Linked DNA regions of Mus musculus: regions 1, 2 and 3 are each linked to region 4. A link is a contact called in public promoter capture Hi-C data. All regions are on one chromosome and are shown on one strand. Each heading gives the region's core, a stretch centred on a gene start, on an enhancer-like site or on the middle of the called end of the contact. The rest is flanking DNA. Distances are from core to core; before and after follow the strand shown.

Region 1 (2,700 bases), core at 1-2,500, 400 kb after region 4:
CGTGCTTAGGAGAGAGGTGGGCCTTACTGCAGAAGTCAGCCTATCAGATCTTCCTCCTGCTCCTCTCACGAAGCCGATGGTCATGTGAGAAAGCGCAGAGGGATTCCTCCCGGCCTCATTCCCCACCAGCAAGCTTCTTCCCCATCCTATCTCCCCTTGGCCAGGCCATCTACCCTGACGGAGCAAGCGGGAAGGCAAACTAGGGGGCTGCTGTAGTTCCCAGTCTATCCGCAGTCATTCTAATGCAGTGTGACACAGGCGCAAACTAGAGCCTGGGGCCGGCCTGTTCCAAACTCCCTAGCCACATCCACTCTCCTACTCTTGTTGGCTTTCTGTGCCAATACAAAACACCCAAGGTATGCAGTTCTGAATAGGACAGGTCCTTGTGGTTCGTGCTTTCACAGGTCCGTTTCAGTTTGTCCTCCTTCTGCAACCTGGGTCATAGGAAAAACAAGACAAACAAAACAAAATCCACCTCATAGCCAGCAAGCAAAAGCAAACAAAGGAAAGGCCAGAGTCCTACACCCCTCAAGGATATGCCCCAGTGACCCAGACACCCCCACCTAAAGATTATATCACTTCCCAAAGAGTCTCACAACATCCCATGGACCACACTTTGACATACGGGCCTTTGGGGGCACAAACTCCAAAACGTGGCCCCTGCCTAACCCCAGATAGTCAAGCCCTGAGACCTGCCATCCTCCAGGGTCCTTAGGACAGGGCATGCACATCTGAGATGTCATGTTAGTCATCCTGTGGAGCAGCCTGTGGCTGTGTGGCTCAAGGTTAGCTAGCAGATCTCAGCTGACAGAATACAACTAAACTTCAGAACTATCTGTTGTAGGAAATCTTTTTTTCTCCGTGTTTCTTTTTTAAACTTATTTTAGGGATTTCTGTTCCCTTTGGTTTCCAATTTTCAGTTCCCCATCCTTAAGATCCATCCTAACAAAAGGTTATTTTAGAAGACTAGATTGAAAAAAATTTGTTATCTGAAGATTGCTAAATTGGTCATCTGAAGATTGCTTTTTTGTAATACGTTCACACGTTGTTTAAAACAAGCACCTAGTCTTTCCTTTGCCCCAGTAGAAATGAGTAATTTATCATCTTACTGCACAGCAGGAATTTCTGACCCAGTTGCACACTTCAGGTTGGAAAACATGCTAGGAAAACAAGGTCATGGGCGTCAGCTGCACAGCCCGCTGCCCTGCTGCGAGCAACAGAGTCTTGTTCTCCTAATGGTCATCTGGCTCAGGCAGCCGTCCACAACCAGCTTACAGAATGTTCTGGCAAGACTTCTGCAGCCACGGGGTGTCGGCAAGGCCACACAAAGAGCTCCTGTGACGTTGTCTTCCTGTCCCCCCCACACAGTGGCTTCACTATTGAGCTGGCCTCTGCCTTCACCGTGGTGATTGCCTCCAACATCGGGCTTCCTGTCAGCACCACGCACTGCAAGGTAGGCCCCTGCCAGCCAGAGACTGCCATTCTGAGGGGTGGCAGGTCGGTCTGAAAAGAAGCAGCTACACCGTGTGGTTGGTGTGGGACAGCCAGGCCTGTTTGTTTCCCTAGCACCCGCCTCTAATCCTTCCCGGTCCCCAGCAAGGCACCTGGTGCTGAGGCTGTGCCTCCTCAGCACCAGTGAGAGCTTCCACTCGCCTGTGCCCTCACTGTGCCCACCTGCAAGTTCCCCTTGAAGTCGTGTGTGCACTGAGCCTGACTGCAGGTTCCCATGGGATGTGCCCTCCGGTTCCTGCCACTGCGCAGAACTGACCTCAGAGCAGGACAGAAACAGAAGGAAACAAAAATTATTTCAGAGCAATTATAAGATGTGGCTGCTTCTGGTTCTCCCCTCACATGACGCTTAGGCTGACTCTTGTGCCTTAGAGTCTATTCCAAATGAGGGTCAGGAGGTAGCTCCTGATGCTGGTATGGTGTATTATGTCCAGTTGTTCACAGGGTCCTCCTAATTGTAATCAATCAGTAGACATCACCATACCAACCAACCTGACTCTGATGTATGAGGCGACCCCCACTGGGCACCGCTGGAAGTGCAACGGGACGTTGACCCACTCACAAACTGCAAGGACGGTTGAGATAGCACTTGCCCAGCCTCACAGATGAGGGAATGGAGGCAGAGAGAGGTTAAGAAGCATTCCCACCCAGGGCTGGCATGGTGCTCTGCTGTTCCCCTCCCTCGTACACAGGAGGAAGGCCAGCAGAGACTGGCACCCCCACTGCTCACCCACGGGGACTGCTCCAATGTCGGGAGGTTTTAAAATAATGAAAGGTTCTTGGGCGGCTCATAATGATAGCGTGTGTCCCTAGCACAACTGAGATCCTGAGTTCAGCCAATAGTGCCACAAAAAAATGAATACAAATTACCAAAGAAGCACGGGTTCACTGAAATACTTAACAAAAAACAGGGTGGCCTATGAGGATAGCCATCTCCCTGTTCTCCACGCTTACTCTGTGCCAAGGAAAAGGCAGCTAGCTTCTCAATTTCCCATTTACTCATTCACTGTGTGTGTGTGCGCACGACATTCATGCGGTGGTCACCATGTGGGTGGGTCCCAGGGTTGAACTCAGCTCATCAGCCTTAGGTGGCAGCTGTGTGGGTGAGCACCTTTACCCACCGGGCCATCTCAGCTGCCCACTTTCCGCCATTTTGTAGGCATAAACAGTCACACCTGCCCGGCTTCCCTA
Region 2 (2,700 bases), core at 132-2,631, 310 kb after region 4:
GCCATGGTGTGAATAATATACTTCTACCCAGAGATTGATGGCTTCCTACTATATTACACTTTAATCATACTTAGAAAAAGCTTTTCTAACCATTGCTGACCCAGGATGGCAAAACAGATTCTATAAAACCATCCATAGTATGCAATAACACCGCTGCTCCACAGGTCCTGGGTGGATGAGTTTCCTTAGACCCACAGTTTAAAGGGTCTGCACTGAAGCTAGGCCTCTCCTGCTAGTCCTGACACCATCAAGGCCACGCTTTGGAAGAGTCAGGAATGGAGAGTTCAGAGTCCACAGTGCAGACATGGAGGTACTTTAACCACGCCTCCCACGCACTTTGTGTAACCTAACCAAGTGTGAGGATATGCGCCTTTCCCCTTCAGTCTAAAGTAAAATGTCCAGGGGTTGGTTCATTTCAGGCAAGTTAATGCTCTAGTAGATTGATGCTGAGAGTGACATTCTGGGCTCTTATGGGAAAACTGACATCTTCCCTCAGCTGTCCGGTGATGTAATGTTTAAACTATTATTGCATTAGAAAGATGCTAGCTAGATGGAGCTGATTTAAGCTGCAGGTTAAACACGCATATTAAGAGATCATGACATCAAAAAACGCATCCATCGGGATTTAGTTTAAGGCTGACCTCCTTTTGGGTGACAAAATCCTTTTCAGGTAATCATGAGACATTATCCTAAGTTTTAAAGTTTGTCCACTCCGTTCTAGAACCTGCCACCTCGCTTGGAATGCTATTTTCTGCCTCTCACGTGGGACTTTTGTTACTCTCTCACGGAAATTCAGACTACACATAATTTCTAACAACGGAACCCAAACACCATGAGGGGAAGATTCATTCTCCTGACTCTCTGAAGCACTGCGACGTTTGAGGTCCTAAAACAGACGGGAACAAGGTCACAGGCTTTCACCCCATCCTAGAGGACGGAGCATAGCTGAGGCCTGTGGACTGCGCAGTACACGTTCGAGTAATTTTTTTTTTCTTTTTGCACCCATCCTGCTTTGACGCACTGCAACTCAATAACAGGTGACAGTGGTGGCTCTGAGATCCCAAGGCCACAGGGACCCGGGGAACGGGAGGCGCAGAGGTGGCACACAGATCTGACGCCCAAACCTGGCCTCCTCCAGCCGCCGCCCCCCTCCCCCGAGCCTGTGCAATCTGTTCCAGGTGACATACAGGACAGTCCTCCCGCGACGGGACGCCGCACGCTCCCGCCGGCGTCTCTGCGGGCTCCGGGGACCCTAGGCACGCTGCAGCCGCCCCGCTCACTCCGCCCGCAGAGACACCCAGGTCGGGATCTGACCCGCAGCAGCTCGCAGCCCGCGGCTGGGCCCGGACTGGACGGGACGGGGCGGGGCCGGGACGGGGGCGGGGCGGTGACGCAGCCGCGCGCGGGCGGGCGAGCGAGCGGGAGAGCGGGCGGGCGGGCGCTCGGCGGCTGCTGAGGTGCGGAGGCCGCCGCGCCGAGCCGCTCCGCTCCGCTCGGGCTGTTCCGGGAGTCGGGCGGGGAGCGCGGGCCGAGACCCAGCGGACCGGACGACCTCGCCTTCGTCACTTCCTGCCGGCCCGCGGTTTCCGGAGGGAACGAGAAGCCAGGTTTTGTTATTGGTTTTTCTTCCTTCCCTCTGTGCGGGATCGGAGCCCGACGCCGCGGCGGCACCGCGTGCCGCGTGTGGCGGGAGCCGAGCGCAGCGCGGTGCAGCGCGGCGGTGCGTCTCTCCGCGCGCCGCGGCCCGGGTCGGCGCGGGCGGGAAGCGGCGGGCTCAGGCCGGAGGGCGCCGAGGCTCCTCCGCGGTGGGGCGGTCTCGGGGTGTCTGCGCGTGCTCCCGGGACGAAGCTGGCTGGCTGGGTTCTCGGTCTCCTCATCTTCCCGGCTGTGAGGCCGAGGCGACTGCTCTCTCGCATCTTTGCTTGAATGGCTAGGGTGTTTTTAAAAGAAAAAGAACAAAAAAGAAAAACACCATTTGCGTGGGGGGACTTGAATAAGGTTACGTTTTCCAGGGTGAGGCAGGTGGTGATCGTTAATGAGTGAGTGCAGTTTCGCCATTAAACCGATCAGTCGGTCCCCCCAGGTTAGTGCGGCCATGCAAATAAAGCGGCCCATTGTCCACGTGCTTAAGGGCTTAGCAATTCCAGCAGGGCAAGTTCTCCGGGATCATCTGACTTCTTGTTACCATTCTTGCTCGCAGTGTAGCGGTTCTCTTGAGTTGGCGTGCAGAGATAAGAGCAAATAATTAGACTGTAACTTTTCACAAGTTGTCTTGCCTATTACAAACTCACCTTCCCTTAGGATCAGTAACATGTTTTTGTAGTATCAGTGTATGTGCGTTTACGTATATTATACACACAATCATTTATATAATTTTTAAACCATTTAGTTTGAGTTTAAAGTTAGAGAATTAGAAAGAGTAGTACACGTGGTGTTTGCTGCCTGTTTGCCGGGACAGTGCCAGATGTTCATAGATGTTTTATATCAGTTCATTCTCAAGGGGAACTTCTTACATAGGCGTAGATTGTTCAGTTTCTCAATACTTAAGTTTGATTAGCTCGCACCACTATGTAGAACGTTGGCTTTAAATAGTTGTTTCTCTTCTGAAAATAAGGGTGCTGATCACAGAATAACTTAGCAAATTAGTGTGGCTTTAGAAAGAAGTTCATAGAAGTGTGTTTAGTCCATTTGGGTGTATAA
Region 3 (2,700 bases), core at 78-2,577, 260 kb before region 4:
AGACTATGGAAGAGTTACCCTCTGTTAGACCACAGGAGGCGTGAGGGTTGTGTTCCCTATCCAGTCTTAAGGGGTTCTTCTGCACTGCTCACATGTGGTTTGGCCATCAATTCACATAAGAGTGACATTACTCAAATCATTACTCAGGACTAGGCAGGATTTTGGGAATGCCCCCTCTCATGTTCTAAGCTTGGACATTAGCCTTGGATAATCTTAATCTTTTCTAAACCAAAACACACTTTTCAATAGGATGTGAAGTAGATAAGCTTAAAGAAATGTTTCCTTTATTAAAACATCAGTTACACATCTGTCATTTGGCTTCTATGTGCTTCCTTCCAATTCTTTCATGTTTATGCAACAGTGGAGGTGGTCTGGGTGACAGTTACCTATAAACTTGGTATGAGGAGGACACATGGAATTGTAACAGAACCCTCCGAACTTGTAGCACCGTGCAAGTTGTGCTTTGAGTATAAGATGTTTTAGATCTCCAACAGCTGCAAAGGAGAGAGCAAATATCCTTTAGAGTCATAGCTATAATGCCAAATATTTGAGAAACTTTTCTGGATACAAGCTAGATAACATGTCTAAGTTCATGGGGCAATTTTCTCCTCCAAGCAATTGTCTTGGAATTGAACCTTGAAGACGGGTAATGAAATCACACATTTTGGAAGAATGAGAAGCATAATTATGAGTGTAGCTTTTATGTTTAGACTCAAGCTTCTTCCCAAATACACTGACTACTTCAGCTTACTATTGTGTCTAAGATGCCATATACAATATTTCTTAATGCTACAGGCATAACTGCACCAGGAACTTATTCTGATGTGCTCCATATCTCCTCTTTAGACAGATGGGTCCCAGTCCCTGTTGCAGGAGTAGTGGCACATGCCCTGAGTCAGGGCACATGGGGAAGACCTTTCAGTGACTTGGGTGAATATGGAAATGCCTGTCTGTGGACCAGAAGCTGGCCTCTGTGTGTGTGTGTGTGTGTGTGTGTGTGTGTGTGTGTGTGTGTGTGTGTGTGTGTGTGAGGAGCTTCACTGAAGATGAAGAAGAATCCCTTTGCTACAAGACTTTCCTCCATGTCAGGCATAGGACTTGGGTCTGCTCCTGAATAGGTCCAAATCCCTGCCAGGATCACAGCTTCTCCCTGCTCCAGTTTTCTGTGTCCGTGTCCCCAGTCCTGAGCAGGTGCTGAAGGCCCTCAGGCTTACCTGGAGTGGTATATGAGAAAAGGAGGCAGCATATCAGCAGCAGAGAGCAGAGAGTCCTCATGGCTGGTAGAAAGGGCACTCAGACTCCAGAGAGTCAGTGACTACAGCAGGACTGAAAATCTCAGGAATCCAGAGGGTTGCCTGCCACTGTGAGTGAAGCTCATTAACTCTCCCTCCTGCTGTGTGTCCTGAGGCATTTCCAGTGCTGTTAATATGTGTTCATGCTAAGCTCTGCAGAGATTTTGCTTTCATTCTGGAAGCTCTATTTTATTGCCTCAAGCATGTATTGCTGTAACTTTCTGCTTAGAGAGTCTGAATGTTCTCTGACAACATAGCATATGAATCAAATCAGGAAAAGGAGGAAGAAGCCTGAAAGCCTATGTTCCTACATGGTAGCTCAGCTGGAACCCCTCTCTTAAGAGAAGGTAAGGTGATAGAGGGATGAGAGTTCTTTCTCAGTAGCAGCCTTTCCCTTTTTTTTAATTAATTAATTAATTAACTTTACATCCTGATCACAGCCCCCTCTCTCCTCTCCTCCCAGCAACACCCTACCAAATCCCTCCCACCTAAACTTGCTACCCTTGTCCTCAGAGAAAATGAAATCCCCCTTGGACACCACCCTGCCTTGGGATAATCAGTCACAGCAGGACTAAGCACATCCTCTTTCTCAGGGAACAGACAAGGAAGCCAGCTAGTGGCAAAGGATCTAAAGGGAGGCAACCCTGTCAGAGACAGTCCCCACATCAATTGTTAGGCCACCCACATGAAAACCAAGCTTCACAGCAAATACAAATGTGTAGGGACCTAGATCCAGTACCTGCATGCTCTTTGGTGGATGGTTCAATCTCTGTTAGCTCCCATGAGCCCAAGTTAGTTGACCCTGGAGGGTTTCTTGTGTATCCTAGACCCCCTCACCTCCATCAATTCTCACCTCCACTCTTCTACAAGATTTCTTCTGAACTTGATCTAGTGTTTGGATGTGTGTCTGTGTATCTGTTTCTATCAGTTGATGAGCAAAGCCACTTATGAAACAGTTATGCTAGGCTCCTGTGGACAAGCATAGCTGAGTATCATGAATAGTGTCAGGAGTTAGCTCTCTCACATTGGATAGGTCTCAGGTTGGGCCACTCATTGGTTGGTCATTTGCTCAATCTCTGCTCACTCTTTATCTCTGTAGATGGTGTAGGTAGGAGAAATTTTGAATTGAAGGTGTTGTGGATGATGGCCCCTATCTCTGCTGGAATTCCTACTTGGCTAAAGGAGGTGGCCACATCAGTTTCCACATCCTCAGAAGCTAGGAGTCTTAACTAGGGTCATCCCCATAAACTACAGTTAGCCTTCCCTACCCCAGGTCTCTGGCTGGTCCCAAGTATTTGTCCTTCTGATTTCTATTCTCACTCCTAGCACTCTCAGCCCTCCTCATACCTGATCATTATCCCTATCCCTCTCCTCACTCCCTTTCCCACCCAGTTGCTTCCCTGTATCA
Region 4 (2,700 bases), core at 187-2,686:
AGCTATATACACAAGAAGCAATTACACAAGAGACACAGTCTCAGGAAGACCCGAGGTAGCTGCTTGCCTAACATGTTAAAGACCCTGGACTACACGGGTGGGATAGAAGTTGTGGGAGACGCCTACACTTAGAACTCATACACTTTTTTCATCACAGGAAAAATACTGGCATGAATTACTTGATTTTTTTCCGTTCACAAAGCTAAATTGTTTTTATTTATTTATTTATTTAAACCACCCACAAGCTGTAAAATGTAGAGCACAAGATGTAGTACAAACATCGAAGATCAAACCCTGCTAGGACCTGCAAAGCTTCTAGTCCGTAGCTGGGGTTGGGTAGTCAACACCTGTAAGATTAGCACTTAAGAGGCAGAGGCAAGATGATCGCCATGGGTCTCAGGCCAGCCACTGTCTCAAAAACTAGCCAAACAAATAGACTGTGCCTTCCAGTTTGCTTTCCAGTCTATCACAGAGTTACCAGGAGACTATAGCAACAAATCCTCCATATAACCAAATCCAACGCCGTGTTTCCAGGAGTGAGGCATTTGAACACACCCAGACACAAGTAACAGACCTATGACACTCAGGAGGCAGAAGTTGGTGAATCACAGCCTGTAACCACTGCTAAGTCCAAAGTCAACTAATTCACACCATGGGTTTCAGGCCAGCCAGGGCTACAAATGGGGGCTGTCCCCCCACCGCTCCCCCCCCCCCCCAACCAATAAAAACCTAGAAGAAAACAACCAAGCCCTTCACACTGGTCTTCACAGGGGTCTTAAGTGGTCTCTGGTTTCAATTGCTTTTTTCCTGTTCCTGGTGCCTGAGGACTTTTACCTATGCTATCAAAATGACTGATGAGCAACCAGGCTTTCCTTGACTGAAAAATCAAGTTAGTATTTTTAATCTCCATGTGTTCGATAGCCAGTATTACACCCATAAACACAAGCCTTATTACACTAGGTGTGGCGAAAGCTGATGGGTTCCTTCCAGTGTTTATAAACAAATACGCCTTTAATAAAGATAAACCAATTGTTTAAAAGAGCCTAAAGTGATTTGCAAGTGCCCAGAAGCGGGGTCAGTTTAGACAGAGATCCCAGGACACACACCCTGGAGACCCACCAACCTTTCCCTACCAAAACACCCACCCTCCCGAAGCTGCTCCGCTTCAGCCGCACGAGCAGTCTCCGACGCGCATGCGCGCACCGAACTCAGCGACTGGGGCGCACAGCCTACGGGCTGAGTGATGCGCCCACATTTGGCCGTCGCCCCGCAGCGGGCGAGCGCCGACCGGCGGCTTAGGGGGCGGGGGGGGGGGGGGCAAGAGGCTCCACCCGCTCCTCTCTCCACCGCGGCCGACCCGTACAGCTCCCTTCACCCACCTCCCAGCGGCGTGCGTCGCTTCTCCGCTCCTTGCGAGGCCTGGGAAGTGGGCGGGGCGTGGGCGGGGCGTGCCCCTAGCTGTGGGCAGAGGAAACTGTTGAGGTCTGGCCCTAGGCGCTGTTCTCTGAGTAGCTGAGCCCCAAAGAGCTGTTTTAAAGCTGTTTTGCCACCTTGCGGTAGGATATTGCTAACGTTTTGAACCGGTGCCCCCAGTAATTTGAGTTATTGCTCCAGATTAGGCAGACAGACAACAAACATAAATTCCACAGGGACACTGCTAGCATTTACTGTATGACTTTGGAAAAAGTGAAAAACAAAATAATGCACCACCCCAAAATAATGCATCTCATTCTGAAATGTGTATTTCTTCCCGGAAATAGCAGAAAGTTATTAAGATTCTAGTTGTACCAGGACGTGGTAGGATGTCTGTAATCCCTGCATTCGGAAAGCTGAGGCAGGAGATCCAGAATTGGACGCCAACCTAGTTTACAGAGCAAGTTCCTGGTAGGCAAGTCAGGACTGTCTCAAGTGTTAACATTTAGGGGTGCAGAATAAAGGAACAAAAGGCAGGAATGAGACCAAAATCTGGCCTCAACTGACGAGACTGTTCACCCCACCCTCCCCTTCTCCCCTTCCCTACTGATCCCAGATGGAACTAATGTTTGTAGAAGAAATTCAAATCACAGGACAGCAGACCCAGACACCCCCAAGATGTTAGGCAGAGGGTCCAATGGCCAACCAGGCTACAGTCAAATGTACAGCAGGGAAGCAGGGAACTAGACCCTGAGGGGGCGGGAGGCAGGGTAGAAAGGGACACTGGAAACCTACAAGTCAATTGCTGGAATAGGTGGTTTATCAGGCAGTGTAAGTCATTAAGTAGCATTGAGAGAGGAGAGGAGAGGAATCTATCAGGGTTCCTCAGCTGCAGCACTGTCCACATTTGGGACTCTTGATTCTTTGCTGGGGCTGTTGTGTCTCGGGGCTCTCTCTGTCCACCAACTGATGCCGGTACTCACTATGCTGTCTCCCCATCTGTTTTATTTTTGGAGATAGTTTTCATTACGAAGGCTAGACCAGCCTGGAAAGCACAGGTCTGCCACCTCTGCTGGGATTACGTGTGTGAACCACTAGCTTGACAACCAAAAATGACTTGGTTTTGGAAATCCCTGGAGGGAAGGACAGACCCAGGTTCAATTCCCAGCTCCCTGTGGCAGCTTACAACTGTCAGTTTCTCCAAGGGGCCTCACACCTTCTTCTGGCTTCTGAGGGTACTGCACTCATGTGGTGCATAGATATACATGCACATAAAAATAAATAAAT

The links. Promoter capture Hi-C pulls out the DNA fragments that hold promoters and counts their contacts.
Region 1: a contact with region 4 is called in a promoter capture Hi-C map of neural stem cells. The contact joins the enhancer-like site here to the promoter of Nek3 in region 4. A contact is called at or near these places in 3 of 39 promoter capture datasets (neural stem cells, neutrophils and pre-B cells), 1 of 484 Hi-C or Micro-C datasets (neural progenitor cells), 1 of 115 datasets of contacts at active chromatin or transcription factors (astrocytes) and 1 of 9 other capture datasets (adipose tissue).
Region 2: a promoter capture Hi-C map of pre-B cells shows a contact between it and region 4. The contact joins the promoter of Slc20a2 here to the promoter of Nek3 in region 4. A contact is called at or near these places in 4 of 39 promoter capture datasets (the C10 cell line, cranial neural crest, liver and 1 more), 2 of 115 datasets of contacts at active chromatin or transcription factors (bone marrow-derived macrophages and double positive thymocytes) and 2 of 9 other capture datasets (adipose tissue and liver).
Region 3: a contact with region 4 is called in a promoter capture Hi-C map of stem cell-derived epiblast-like cells, with 2.5 times the contacts expected there. The contact joins the promoter of Defb11 here to the promoter of Nek3 in region 4. A contact is called at or near these places in 2 of 39 promoter capture datasets (cranial neural crest and stem cell-derived epiblast-like cells).

Annotation. Positions count from the first base shown.
Region 1 is chr8:22,564,246-22,566,945 of GRCm38.p6, forward strand. Slc20a2 (solute carrier family 20, member 2) reads left to right here. Exons shown (of 11, transcript NM_011394.3): 10 at 1,369-1,453. Among named protein-coding and RNA genes, the nearest start is that of Vdac3, 28 kb to the right of the region's middle. Within about 2 kb of position 1,251, at least 79 of the 459 cell types and tissues checked have an H3K27ac peak or open chromatin away from gene starts, as enhancers often do. A contact at or near this core is called in adipose tissue, astrocytes, neural progenitor cells and 1 more, where this site is marked.
Region 2 is chr8:22,475,319-22,478,018 of GRCm38.p6, forward strand. Slc20a2 (solute carrier family 20, member 2) reads left to right here and starts at 1,382. Exons shown (of 11, transcript NM_011394.3): 1 at 1,382-1,607. Smim19 (small integral membrane protein 19) reads right to left here and starts at 1,561. Exons shown (of 4, transcript NM_001146117.1): 1 at 1,188-1,561.
Region 3 is chr8:21,905,105-21,907,804 of GRCm38.p6, forward strand. Defb11 (defensin beta 11) reads right to left here and starts at 1,328. Exons shown (of 2, transcript NM_139221.2): 1 at 1,215-1,328; 2 at 270-494. The coding sequence starts at 1,275. The coding sequence ends at 322.
Region 4 is chr8:22,164,999-22,167,698 of GRCm38.p6, forward strand. Nek3 (NIMA (never in mitosis gene a)-related expressed kinase 3) reads right to left here and starts at 1,437. Exons shown (of 16, transcript NM_011848.4): 1 at 1,380-1,437.